Regions from separate parts of the Mus musculus genome. Here all the other regions are linked to region 4. A link is a contact called in public promoter capture Hi-C data. All regions are on one chromosome and are shown on one strand. The core of a region is the stretch at or near the end of the contact, and the rest is flanking DNA. Distances in the headings are between cores, read along the strand shown. Region 1 holds the start of Selenok (selenoprotein K). Region 2 holds the start of Dcp1a (decapping mRNA 1A). Region 3 holds the start of Mapk8 (mitogen-activated protein kinase 8). Region 4 holds the start of Ankrd28 (ankyrin repeat domain 28).

Region 1 (3,015 bases), core at 431-2,930, 1.9 Mb before region 4:
GGGAGATGAAAAGACTTAGGGCACTCACAAAACTGTAAAAAAAAAAAAAAAATTATTGCCAGAGTGTGTTTTGGGTGGGAATGTGTAGCAGAAGCTAAAATCAAGTGAACAGGTCAGGCTATATCAGTGGATACTGAAAAGGACCTAGTTTGTAAGAGCAATGGGAGATCACTACATTTTAGTGTCTAAAGGGTTTTAAGCAAAACAAAGTTTTGTTTTGTTTTTTTTAAATAAATCATTCTTGTTGCAGTCTGACAAAAGTATAACCAGGGATTTCAGTTAGAAGGAAAAGAGAGCACAGAGAGTGAGAGGCAACGTCATGGTTTAAGCCCAGGTCTAGAAAGGCCCTTGAGAAAAATCACGGACCCAGGTTGGGAAGAGAGCTCGGTGGGTAAAGTGACTGCTACACAGACATGAGGGCCTGGATTTTAGAATCCCCAGCAGTCATGTAAAAGCCAACAGTGGTTGCACACAACTCAGACCTATCCTGGAGGATGAGACAGGCAGATGGCCAGAGCTCCCTAGCCAGTCCAATAAGGTGGAAAACACCCAACTCTCCCTTTCTGTACTGACTGCACACCTCATTCCTCCCTTCCCCTCTCCTCACCCCCACTCCCCGCACCACAAAGGAAACACAACAGGGGCAGCAAGGAATTTTCTTCAAACTTACTGGATGCCCAAGACCTGCCTTCTAACGCATATGTCACGTCTACAATGCTGACAAGCAGAGGAAATTGTCATTCTGAAGTTCATTTGATTTTCCCTAGTTGTGTCTCTACAGCTATTAAAAATGCCACTTCTTAGCTGGGTGTTGGTTACACCTTTAGTCCCAGCACTTGGGAGGCAAGAGACAGGTGGATCTCTGAGTTCAAGAACAGCCTGCTCTACAGAGCTAGTTACAGGGCAGCCAGGGCTACACAGAAAAACAGTCTCGAAAAATAACAAATTCCACTTCTTGAACTTATACAGATCCACCTGCCTATGCCACATGAGTACTGGTATAGGCCTGGTCTACAAAGTGAGTTCAAGGGCAGCCTGGGATACACAGATCCCAAATCAAAAACAAACAAAAACAAGACAAAAGACAAAAACAAAAACCAGCTGGGTGTGGTGAGGCTTGTCTTTCATCCCTGCGCTACGGAGGCAGAGGCAGGCAGATCTTTGCGTTTAGGGCCAGCCTCGTCTACAATGTGAGCTCAGAGCCAGGAATACAGTGTGAGTCCTGTTTCAAAAAAGCAAAACAAATAAACTGAGAGCAGAAATAACCGGCTTAAAGGGAATACGGTCCAGAGGGACTTAAAAGTGAGTTCAGCAAAACCTGATGGTTAAAGCTCTTCATGTCCCAGACACCGCCTCAGAGCCTCTCCCTGCCACTCCAAAAGACAGCAACACATCTGGAAAGCTGAGGAACGTTCCGCCCTCCAAGCCCTTCGAGCCACCTCGGACCCGAACCCTGCGCGTGTCTGCCAACTAGCAAGCAACTTCCGGTCGGCAGTGCTGTGGCCTCAAAGACTCTCGGTCAAACCGGAACCAAGTGAGGGGGGTGGGGAAAAGGACCCTCAAACAATGTTTCTCCTAGACGTCATATCCGGTCTCCTGACTCAGGCAGTATCCACGCCAGCGGAAGTTACTTGTGTGACTGGGCGGAACCTCTAGTCAGGAGTGGTCTCCCAGCAGCCAATGGGCTCGACCCACCTCTAGCCTGACTTGGGTCTGTCAGTGGCCTGTGACGTACAGGGCGGGGCGGGAGGCTAGGTACGGCGACAACAGGGGCGTCCGGTCTTCTCTGTCGCTAGGAAGCAGGCAACCGGAGGGAAGATGGTTTACATCTCGAATGGTGAGTGAGAGCCTTACCCTGGGCCGCTTCTGTCCTGACTCGCCGGGTCCTGAGCTTGGGGCGGCCTCCCCCACACCAGTGGCCGGAAGGAGTGGGAAGCGGAGGCGGTGGGAGCCGAGGCGCAGCCCAGAAGGTCCCCGGGTGCCGCTGGGGGACCCTGAAGCCTCCTGGTACAGCCAATTTTCCGATTGTGGGTTTGCGATAGTGATCCCGGGCGCGGGTGTCCTTAACCCGGGAATGACAGAGACGCTAACCCGGTCCGGATACAACGCGCTTTTGTTTGGGCCGCTAGAGCCGCGTTCTTTGCCTAGCATCTCTTTCATCCTTGTAACTGTTCTATTCAGATGGTGTATTTCTATCCCTGTTTTTCGGATGCAGACTGAGACATAGATTGACTAGCTCGCTAAAGATCACAAAGGCAATATGAAATTTAGGTTAAATTGAACTCAGGTTGGCTCCAGTATTACCTACCATACTGCCTCTATAATGCGTACAATAATGATGGCGATGGTGGTGATGCAGGACTAGCAAGAATATGAAAAAAATAAATAAAATCTGGAGACAGGGTCTCACTTTGTAGTTTTATCTGCCCTGTAACTCACTGTGTACGCTAAGGTGGCCACTAACTCCCAAAGATCCTCCTGCCTCTGACTCCGGAGTAGTGGGATTAAATTAAAGGCAAGCACCACCACGCCAGGCAATACAAAAGTTGTGACAGATTTTTCTCCCCTAAAAGTGTAGCTAGTCCTAAGCCCAAGACTTTACCCAGTTTGAAAGAACTTGGGAAGCAAGTCTCCAATTACTGGAAAAGAAAAAAATACAGCCTGAGAAGGTCGTATCAGTGCCAGAACCATCTGCCCACCTGTGTGACTTAGGTGAGACTCCTTGGCGCATTTCTACAAGACTCTCTTGGGGCCCTGGAAATAGGTGTGGTTGTATCAGATTCATCTCTGTATCTCTAGAGAGTAGGGCGATTAGCAGAAGTCTTAGGGCTGAGAGCACTTTGAATTTCTCGGCTTTTTTCAGGATTTCACCTCCTGATTACAAAGCTTTGGGATAGGTGGTGTGATGGGCACTACAGGAAGCATCATCATTCCATCTTCAGTTTCGAGCGCTCGCAGATTCTGTTATTTGCAATTTAGGTCACTAGCTCATACAGCTATGCACTCAAAAGTGAT
Region 2 (2,831 bases), core at 43-2,542, 1.4 Mb before region 4:
GCTAGTGTTAGGAATAAAATCTAACAGTTTTTAGCAAGGCAGAGGGAAAAGGGGAGAAGAGCAAGGTCTGCCAGAACCTTGCCTGCCATGCTGGAACTGGTAGTGAGGTTCCTTCACTACCTTTCCTGGCTCAGATGGCAATAAGGACGCCACCCTCTGGAATTCAAAGAGAGACATCTATCATGGGGCTGTTTGCTTGCGTTTAGTTTCTCCTAGAGCCAAAAGAGTTGGAAGCTCGGAGCTGGCAACCACTCAATAAGATCAGTGAGTGTGTACAGAAGTGAAGGGTGAATAACCGATAGGCGGCTGTTCCAGCTTTTGTAGTTGCTTCACACGCGGTTCTGTCAAGAATGTAAAGTTTGCCCTTCCATTAGTATGTAAAACCACAAGCAACACAAATATGTGGGGGTACTTTGAGAAAATGTAAAGTTTATCCTTTCAAAAATGTTCATTTGTGCTGAGATGTCTTCAATAAAGAGAAACGATGGTTTTTAAAGCAACTCAATGAAAACAGCCTGAGCACTTTGCTTTACCTCTTAGTACTTCCTGATCCCTTAAAATGCCCAATAAATGTTTTCTTTTTAAAAGAGATCTACTTACTATTTTAAATAATAGACGTCTCTATAGAACAATAGAAATATTTATCTGGGACCCAGATGAGGAAAAAGACGAGCAAAAGAGGGTAGGCCAAGTCTATTGTAGTTCCAGGCAGGCTAGTTTGGCTGCTTTGAAACATTTCTTTCAAAAGTTACCAAACTGTTAAGAGTGAAGGTGCACTCTGAGGTCAGAAGTGACGGACAGCTCCCCTTCCTCATTTGGACTGAGTTTTCTTTTTTCTTTTTTTAAAGATTTATTTATTTTATGTATATGAGTACACTGTAGCTGTACAGATGGTTGTGAGCCACCATGTGGTTGCTGGGATTTGAACTCAGGACCTTTCGGAAGAGCAGTCAGTGCTCTTAAACGCTGAGCCATCTCTCCAGCCAGGTCTGAGTTTTCTAAATGGTACGTGGAGACCTCATGTCCTCAGCAGCAAGCATTTCGATTCTGCGCCGGAACCCGAGTTAGGGACTGCGCTGGGGTGCAGCCTCCCCGGCAGGAGTCAGGTTCATTCAGGGAACCGGTTCACACCCCGCCAGGTGAGAGAGGTCTCCGGACTATCAGCTCACGGCTCCACCGCGCAGGCGCGGGGGCCTGTCTCTTCCGGCAGACGCGGCCCGAAGAAAATCGGAACCAGGGCTCCTGGCGCACAGGAGCAGCGGATGAGATTAGCTGAAGTACCACGCTCGGCAAGGCTGGGCCGGTAGGCGGAAGTGGAGGGCTGACTGAGCTGGGGGAACTTTGCCTGGATGGCACTTTCCTGTTCCACAGTCCGCCCCCGCCGGAGGGGCTCGGCTCTGAGATCCAAGATGGAGTTGTTGAGTCGAGCTGAGCAAGAGATGAGTCTGGCGGCCTTGAAACAACACGACCCCTATATCACCAGCATCGCAGACCTCACGGGCCAGGTCGCCCTGTACACTTTCTGCCCCAAAGCCAACCAGTGGGTGAGTGAGGCCCGGCCGGGGACAAGGCCAGCCTGGCCGCTGCCGCCTCTTAAAGGGACCGCGCAGACAGCTGAGGATTGGGGGTGGGGGAGAGAAGCAGGAGCCCAGGACCGCAAAGGCGAGGCCGGGACCTCTCCCAAAACCGGGTCCGGAGCCAAAGAGGTGACCGGGGCACGCGGAATTGAAAGAATGTAGCGGAAGGAGTAGACCAGAGACAGAGCAGGGAAATCGGATGGAGGAGAGAAACGAGGCAGGATCAGTCTTTTTGGGTCGGTTCTCGGGGCTTGAGGTTGCATTGGTAAAATATGAGACAAGTTAATTTTAACAAGTGAGTGAAAGCCTGTGTTTGAAGACTTTGAGGACTCTTAGATACATGTACTTGATGGAAGAGTCCGCTCCTCTTTCCCTGCCGACCTAAATGTGATGGTTTGGATTTGAAGCTTTAAAAATCAGCTTCAGGAGTTAGACCAGCTTTAGTCGAACTACTCTGTATCTCTGGAATTTGAGGAAAATTTTCAAGGCTACTTCAGTAAGAACTGGATTCCTTGGAGACGTTTGCAAGAAAAAGAGACCAGTGCTAGGACCTTTGATGGCTCCCTTCTTTTGGGATTGTGTGAGTGGCATAGAGTTGCAGAAGTTACTTTGTCTACTCGCAGATTCTAGTTAACCTCAACTCGAAGCACCTGTGTACACGGCCCCTTTTCTTGTGCTCCGTTTTTCCTCATTCACTCATTGGGCTATACAGAGGTTCGGTTTTAGAACATTAAAGCTCAACACCTGCGCTGAAAACCCGAGTTAACGCTGTTGCAGCAAAAGAAAGAATACTAATGTTCGATTTTCTTGTTTATTTCTTGTAGTACAGGAACTCAAACCCAAGACCCCCTGATAGCAGGCAGGCACTGTTCCTCTACCACTGGGCTATATACCCACCCCGAGTTACAATTTCTTAGTCACATTTTCAGTTGTTTATTTTAAAACCCTACCAAATTTGCCTAAGGCAGAGAATGGTTTCTATCCATGATTCTTAACAAAGTTCTGAAAATAATAAATTGTGTTTGGTAACCGCAAAATGTGTAACTTGTGAAAATATTCCTAAATCCTCCAGAAATGAAACAAAGGATCTTATAAGAAAATTTCCCAAGGGTAGGGATTTAGCTCAATGGTGCACAGCTGTGCATCATGAGCCCCAGGCTCTGAGTTCAACCCTGGTATCAGGGTTGAAGAAAGTTCTATTCTTTTTCTATAAACTTCCATAGACTGCTTAAGTTTGTTTTGTTTTTTTATTTT
Region 3 (2,956 bases), core at 2-2,501, 1.6 Mb after region 4:
CAACCCAATGAGTATGACTTCCATGCTTGGTGATGGGGAAATGATGCAAAATAGGCCTCTAAGTACCATTTTGATTACTTCGTCAGACACAGAAGTAAACCTTCCAAGTTTAACAGCCTCAATAAGAGAACTGAAGTAACCATTACCAATGATACGAAAATTGACAAGGGGGGGGTGGGATTTAAGAATAAAGGTAGTATATTTAAGCCAAACCTGGATATTCTTCCTAACACTATCCTTGGAAGTTCCAGTCAAATGAGCCAAATACCTTACTTAACATACATCCCTTACATAATCGTCTCATTTAAAGGCACATCTATTCTGTTCCATACTACCCTAATTTTTAAGGGTCTTTCTCTTGGCCTTCACATCTTCTCCACCTGGATACAGCACTAACTGTTGCCAAATGAATGAATGAAATAAACATGTTCTAACTGACCAGGTACTTGGTGGAAGCTGATCTCAAAACACAATAGACCGGCAGACCAGAATTCTACTGAAAAGATCACTTAATTTCAGAAGTAAAAATAGAAACTACCGGACACTGTGCAGTCAACATGATATTAAATTCCCGGTGGGATGGGAAACTTTCGGGAATAACAATGTAATGCGTTCCTTACGGTACTTTACAATGGACTTGGTTCTACCTTGTCTGGACTAGGAACCCAAGCGCAAGACAAAGGGACAGCGGCGGGGGAAAGTCAAAAGGTCAGCGGCAGGCGCCCCTCTCAAGGCGCGGCCCGCAGGCCGGCGCGCTCGCGGCCACCCGGCTCTTCTCGGCGTCGCGGCACTCACGTCCGCACAAAGAAACCGCCCACAGTCAAAACACGCTCCCCGTGGGTGCGGGAGACGTATGCACGGTCGCGTCGGCCCGACCTCCGCGGGAGCACCTCCGAACTTGCCGCCCACCCGCTCCATTTCCCCCCGCGCGACGTGGAAGCCGGCCGGAGCGGTGAAGCCAGGTCGCGCGGAGTGGACCACGCCCCCCGCTGCCCCCGCCGCCCGCGCTATTGTTCCCGCGCCGCCCCCGCCCCGCGCGCGTTCCCGGGAGGGGGTCACGGCCGGGGAAAAGCGGCGGCCGCCCGAGCCGCGGCGCCCGCGCACTCACCCGGCAGTGCAGCCAACGGCGACCTGGAAGCCCGTAGCGGAGAACGGCGCCGTCCTGCGGTGGCCGCGGCCGCTACTCAATCCTGTTCGCGGCTCCGCGTTTCGGCCGCAACGTCCGGCCTCGGCCGCTCCGCTGACTAACAGAGACGCGGGCCGTCAACGCGCACGCCCGCCCACGTCATCGCGCAGGGCCCCGCCTCCGCGCCGGCGAGCGGCCTAGGGGCGGGCCAGCCCCGGGGGCCCGGATTACGAGGGCGTGGCCCCGCGACTTGGGCGTGGCTACACTGGGGGGCGGGCTGCAGTAGCGGAGGTTTTCCCCTGAGGGCGGGGCCGCGAGCAGCGTCTGGGCGGCCGCGTGTGAGGGGCGGGGCCGGGAGCAGCAGGGGGCGGGTCTGCGATGGCACGTGGCGGCGCGTGGCGGCGAAACACCAGTCATAGCTTAAGCCTGCATGGTTGCTAGCCTCGCGGGGAGGAGGGGTTAGTGTTTGAAGGTCAGGCACGCGTGCCAGGGCACACACCTGAACCACGGAGAGTCCTGGTTTGACAGATACTCTTCAAGGGCCTACCACCCACCAAGGAGTAGATGTTCTCTAGCTCCCTGGAAGAAGTTACCTCCTTTTACCCCCCAAACCCTCCTGCTCCAGATTTTTTGCCTTACCTGATTTACCTGCAAGTCCTTGCGGCTCTCGCAAATATTAACTATTCACGGATAAACTGACGAGCCTCGACAATGGATGGAAAGGTATTTAAATCACTATCATTCATGAGGCAAAATATATTTAGCACTTTAAAGAGTTCAAAGGCATTCTCGCCAACAACGGAGAATATCACTAAGAGAAAGAAGCAACACATACATATAGAATGATTCTACGTTTATATAAAATATATTACATGCACAGTATATTAAACTTGGAAAAAAAGTATGACAATTGCTTTGACAGTAGGAAATAAAGGGCAGTCTCTCTTACACCTGTGTAGTATACTGTGATTTCCAAAATATACAAATATGTATTGAGTAAATTCAGGTAGACTGTTCCCATTACATGTTAAAATGGTCTTTCTCCAGGGATGCTATCATGAAGCAAATGTGAGCACTCATTCATTTATTCTCCCCCCATTTTATCTCTCAGCAATTTTTTAATTTTAATTTCTTATTTCTCCAGTAAATATTTTATTGCTTGCCTATTCTCTTAAAGGCAGTGTACTAGCACTAGCAATAAGTAGAACTTATAGAGAATTCTTGTGGTATCAAGATAATAAACTATACACCAAATCAAATCGACACTAAAATGCAAATTAAGGACACATCCAACTATGAAAGGAACCAATGTATTAATAAGGCCAGGAAAGCCTTCTCTAAGGAGCTGCCTCCTAATTTGAGAACAGGTTTGACCAGGGATTATGTCCGAGTTAACTTGATGTGCGAACAAGGAGTTCCAGAACGGGGTAGACTGGGAAAACTGAAGACAGGCCAGCTCTATTGGGACACCAAAGAAGACATTGCAAAATGAGAAGACTGATAAAAACAAAATCCTGTGTTGGAGGTGTTTTTATTACAGGTGTAATGGGAAGGCCCTGGTATGTCTTCAGCAGTGGAGAGCATGATTGTACTGACATCTTGACAAAAAACAAACAAACAAACCTCTTATCACAGAATGCTTTTCTTGATCTCTCAAGGTGGGCCTCTTCTCCCTCTACAATTCTTACTAAAAACTTTCTTCTCTTCCAGAGTATGTTTCTACTTATAGTTCATAGGTCAAAGGTACTGCAGGACATGTATAGATCCCCTGTGGTGGCAAAGACAGCACCCTTTTGTTGGGGTTGGTCTTGTGCACTGTGTATTCAGATG
Region 4 (2,700 bases), core at 65-2,564:
CTGGTGAGCACTTTTGAAAAGTGTGCTTTTGACTAGCACAACTGAGAAACTGTGCTTTCTTAATTTTAATCAACTCAAAGATTCTATGTGTAGCTAATGGAACATGTTGAACAGTAAAGTTATTCACAGATTTTGAAATACAAACTTATCAACCAGAGTTTTTCAAAGTATCATGCCCTATTGTTAATATCAGCTAAAATTCTGCTGATACCAAATGATACTAAAAGTCAGCATTCAGCCTAAGTAGAATATTCACTTTTTAAGTGAGAATTGACATTAGCTAGACTCAGAACTTAAGTTTTAATTGGTAGAAAATGACATAAAACATTAAGTTTTTCCCTATCGTTTTTGTTAAGCTTGTGCCCACTTTCTGATTGGTTTCCCTTCAAATCTGTTCAGTATCTCCTATTCAGAAAAACAATGGCAAAAGGGGTACTCAAGCATTAATAGGTTCCCGCGACTCCGTAAAATCCACTCGTTACTTTCCCTTTTCTTTAAAAGAGACAAACACTGGGGAGCGTCTGGTAATTCACCTTCTCGCCTTTTTAAAAGGGTAACAAGCGTTCATTCAGACATAGTTGCGATTTCATTGGTAGATACAGAGTTATTTTTCCCAGCCCACAGTGTACTGCAGTCTTCTGAGCACTTCAGGTGTTCTTTGACAAGCTCTTCCTAAGTCAGGAAAACTAAACCAAGATGGTGCAGAATATGCCAAGAGAAAACCAGCCTGGGAATATGCACCGTAACAACCAGTCCCCAGCAGAATCCATCGGCACCGGTGGGTTTGCTTTCGACCGCCACTACCTCTCCGCAGAGACGGTGCGGTGGACCGTGAACCGCCCCGCGAAGCGAACCCGAGGGCAAGGTCGTGACCCCAGGTCACGGCCGCCGCCTGCCCCGCTCCGACTCCGCACCGCAAAGCCACCTGTTAGGCCCGAGCCTCACCTGGCAGGAAAGAGGAGGCGCCTACCCGGCAGCGCGCCGGACGCGAGGGCGGCGAGCGCAGAACCCGCCCCTGTGGCGGCGGCCGCGATCCCCCGGCGGCACGTGGGTTTCTCGGAGCTGGGGCTGCACTGACAGGCGGACGGCCCGCACGGCTGCCGACCCGGGACACCCTCTTCCCTCGCTGCCACCGCGCCGACAGGGCGCCCGGGCGGCCCACGCCGCTGGTCCACCCTCCTCCGACTCCTCGGTGGCGCGATCCCGCCCCGCCGCCCCTCACCTACCTGGTCGCGGAGTTTGAGGAACGCCATGGCGGTCGCCGCTGTTCGGCCACTACCCGCGCCCGGCGGGTAGGTGGCCGGCTACGTTGAAGAGAGCGCGGGCAGGGGGCGGCGCCGCCTCCCCGGCCGCCCGCCGCCGCCGCCGCCGCGAAGAGCCCCGCCGGTCCCGCCTCCTCCAAGGACTCCCGCCCTCTTTCTTCCGTCCTTTCTCTCGCTCTCTCCCTCTAGCTCTCAGCCACCTCCCACACGCAGCCGCCGCCTTCGCCGCCGCCTCACACCCCCTTCCCGAAATACCCCAGCAGCCCCCGCCGCCGCGCCGCTCCAGCCCGCGGCCGCGGCGGCATCCAAACTCCACTCCACAATATTACCACCACCGCCCGCCGCGATTGGCGGCCGCGCGGGGGAGAGGCCAGAGTAAGCCGAGCGCCCATTGGCCACGCCACCGCGCTCGCTCGCTCCCGGGCTCCGCCTCTCCGCGGAGGGAGGGGCGGGGCACAGGAAGCGGCGGCGCGCGGAGCGGGCGGGCCAGGTGGCGGGGCGTCTGGGCGCGCGCCCCGGGCGCGGTGGGCGGAGCCCGGACTGGAGGTGGGGAGGGACGGAAACTGGGTACCGGGTAACGGCCCGGGATGGCACGTGGAGGTGGCGTGCACAAGCTCAGCTCAGTCAGGTGCGGAGAAGGCAGCCGGAGCCGGTGCGAGCCAGGGAGACCTCCGGGCCGATGCTGCTTTCAACAGAGTAGCGAGGGCAGCGGGGAACCGGACTCGCACGTGGAGCGAGAGTGAGAATGTCTCCGCGGGCTTTGGGGGAGACGTGGTCACCGGGGGACTGCTGGCACGCGAGACTGAAGGGTGTGGTCTTCATAGCCTGAACAGGTTGTGACCGCGGAACATTTCTCTCCAAAGCGCCCCTTTCAATCTTGCATGTGTTTTTTTTCCCCCTTTCTTCTTTATCATCAAAAGGGTTTTTGCCTCCCACTTGAAAGAAATCAATTTTTTCAAAAAGATGTGCAGGATTTTCAATAAATAGCATCCTTGGATGGAGAAGAGGAATGACTCCCTCGCCCTGGCACACACACCCACGCCAACCCACAGCTCAGAAAAGGCTTTTCTTTCTTAGGCAGCCGCACACTGTTACCATTCCAGGCTTGTGTGGGAGAAGATTGTTGTTCTCCTGTGTCTGTCAGCCTGGGCGGCTCCAGCCCCTGATTAATAAAAGGTACAGATGGTTAGAACACAAACGTGAGATATCGGGTTGGTTTAAAAAACAAAACCAAACCTCATCTTTTCCCTGCATTGGTGTGTCTCTTGGGACAGACTTTATTTAGAGAATCGATTTGAGCCTAATGGCAGTCTAGAAAAATGGGGATCAGTGCCAGGACTGTCAGTTTATTATAATGCTATTATTAAAAACAACTCTTTAGCCCCATAAGAACAGAAAATATCAAAGTGCAAGATCAAATGCACTAAGAGCCTTCTGA

Evidence for each region. Promoter capture Hi-C pulls out the DNA fragments that hold promoters and counts their contacts.
Region 1: a contact with region 4 is called in a promoter capture Hi-C map of pre-B cells, with 5 times the contacts expected there. The contact joins the promoter of Selenok here to the promoter of Ankrd28 in region 4. A contact is called at or near these places in 2 of 39 promoter capture datasets (liver and pre-B cells).
Region 2: a contact with region 4 is called in a promoter capture Hi-C map of pre-B cells, with 2.9 times the contacts expected there. The contact joins the promoter of Dcp1a here to the promoter of Ankrd28 in region 4. A contact is called at or near these places in 1 of 39 promoter capture datasets (pre-B cells) and 1 of 9 other capture datasets (liver).
Region 3: a contact with region 4 is called in a promoter capture Hi-C map of pre-B cells, with 4 times the contacts expected there. The contact joins the promoter of Mapk8 here to the promoter of Ankrd28 in region 4. A contact is called at or near these places in 1 of 39 promoter capture datasets (pre-B cells) and 2 of 9 other capture datasets (adipose tissue and liver).

The regions. Positions count from the first base shown.
Region 1 is chr14:29,966,700-29,969,714 of GRCm38.p6, forward strand. It overlaps Selenok (selenoprotein K), which reads left to right and starts at 1,681. Exons shown (of 5, transcript NM_019979.2): 1 at 1,681-1,837. The coding sequence starts at 1,819.
Region 2 is chr14:30,478,273-30,481,103 of GRCm38.p6, forward strand. Dcp1a (decapping mRNA 1A) reads left to right here and starts at 1,293. Exons shown (of 10, transcript NM_133761.3): 1 at 1,293-1,544. The coding sequence starts at 1,350. It also overlaps a transcript of Cacna1d not described here.
Region 3 is chr14:33,445,907-33,448,862 of GRCm38.p6, forward strand. Mapk8 (mitogen-activated protein kinase 8) reads right to left here and starts at 1,252. Exons shown (of 12, transcript NM_001310454.1): 1 at 1,109-1,252.
Region 4 is chr14:31,829,101-31,831,800 of GRCm38.p6, forward strand. Ankrd28 (ankyrin repeat domain 28) reads right to left here and starts at 1,315. Exons shown (of 28, transcript NM_001024604.2): 1 at 1,227-1,315. The coding sequence starts at 1,253.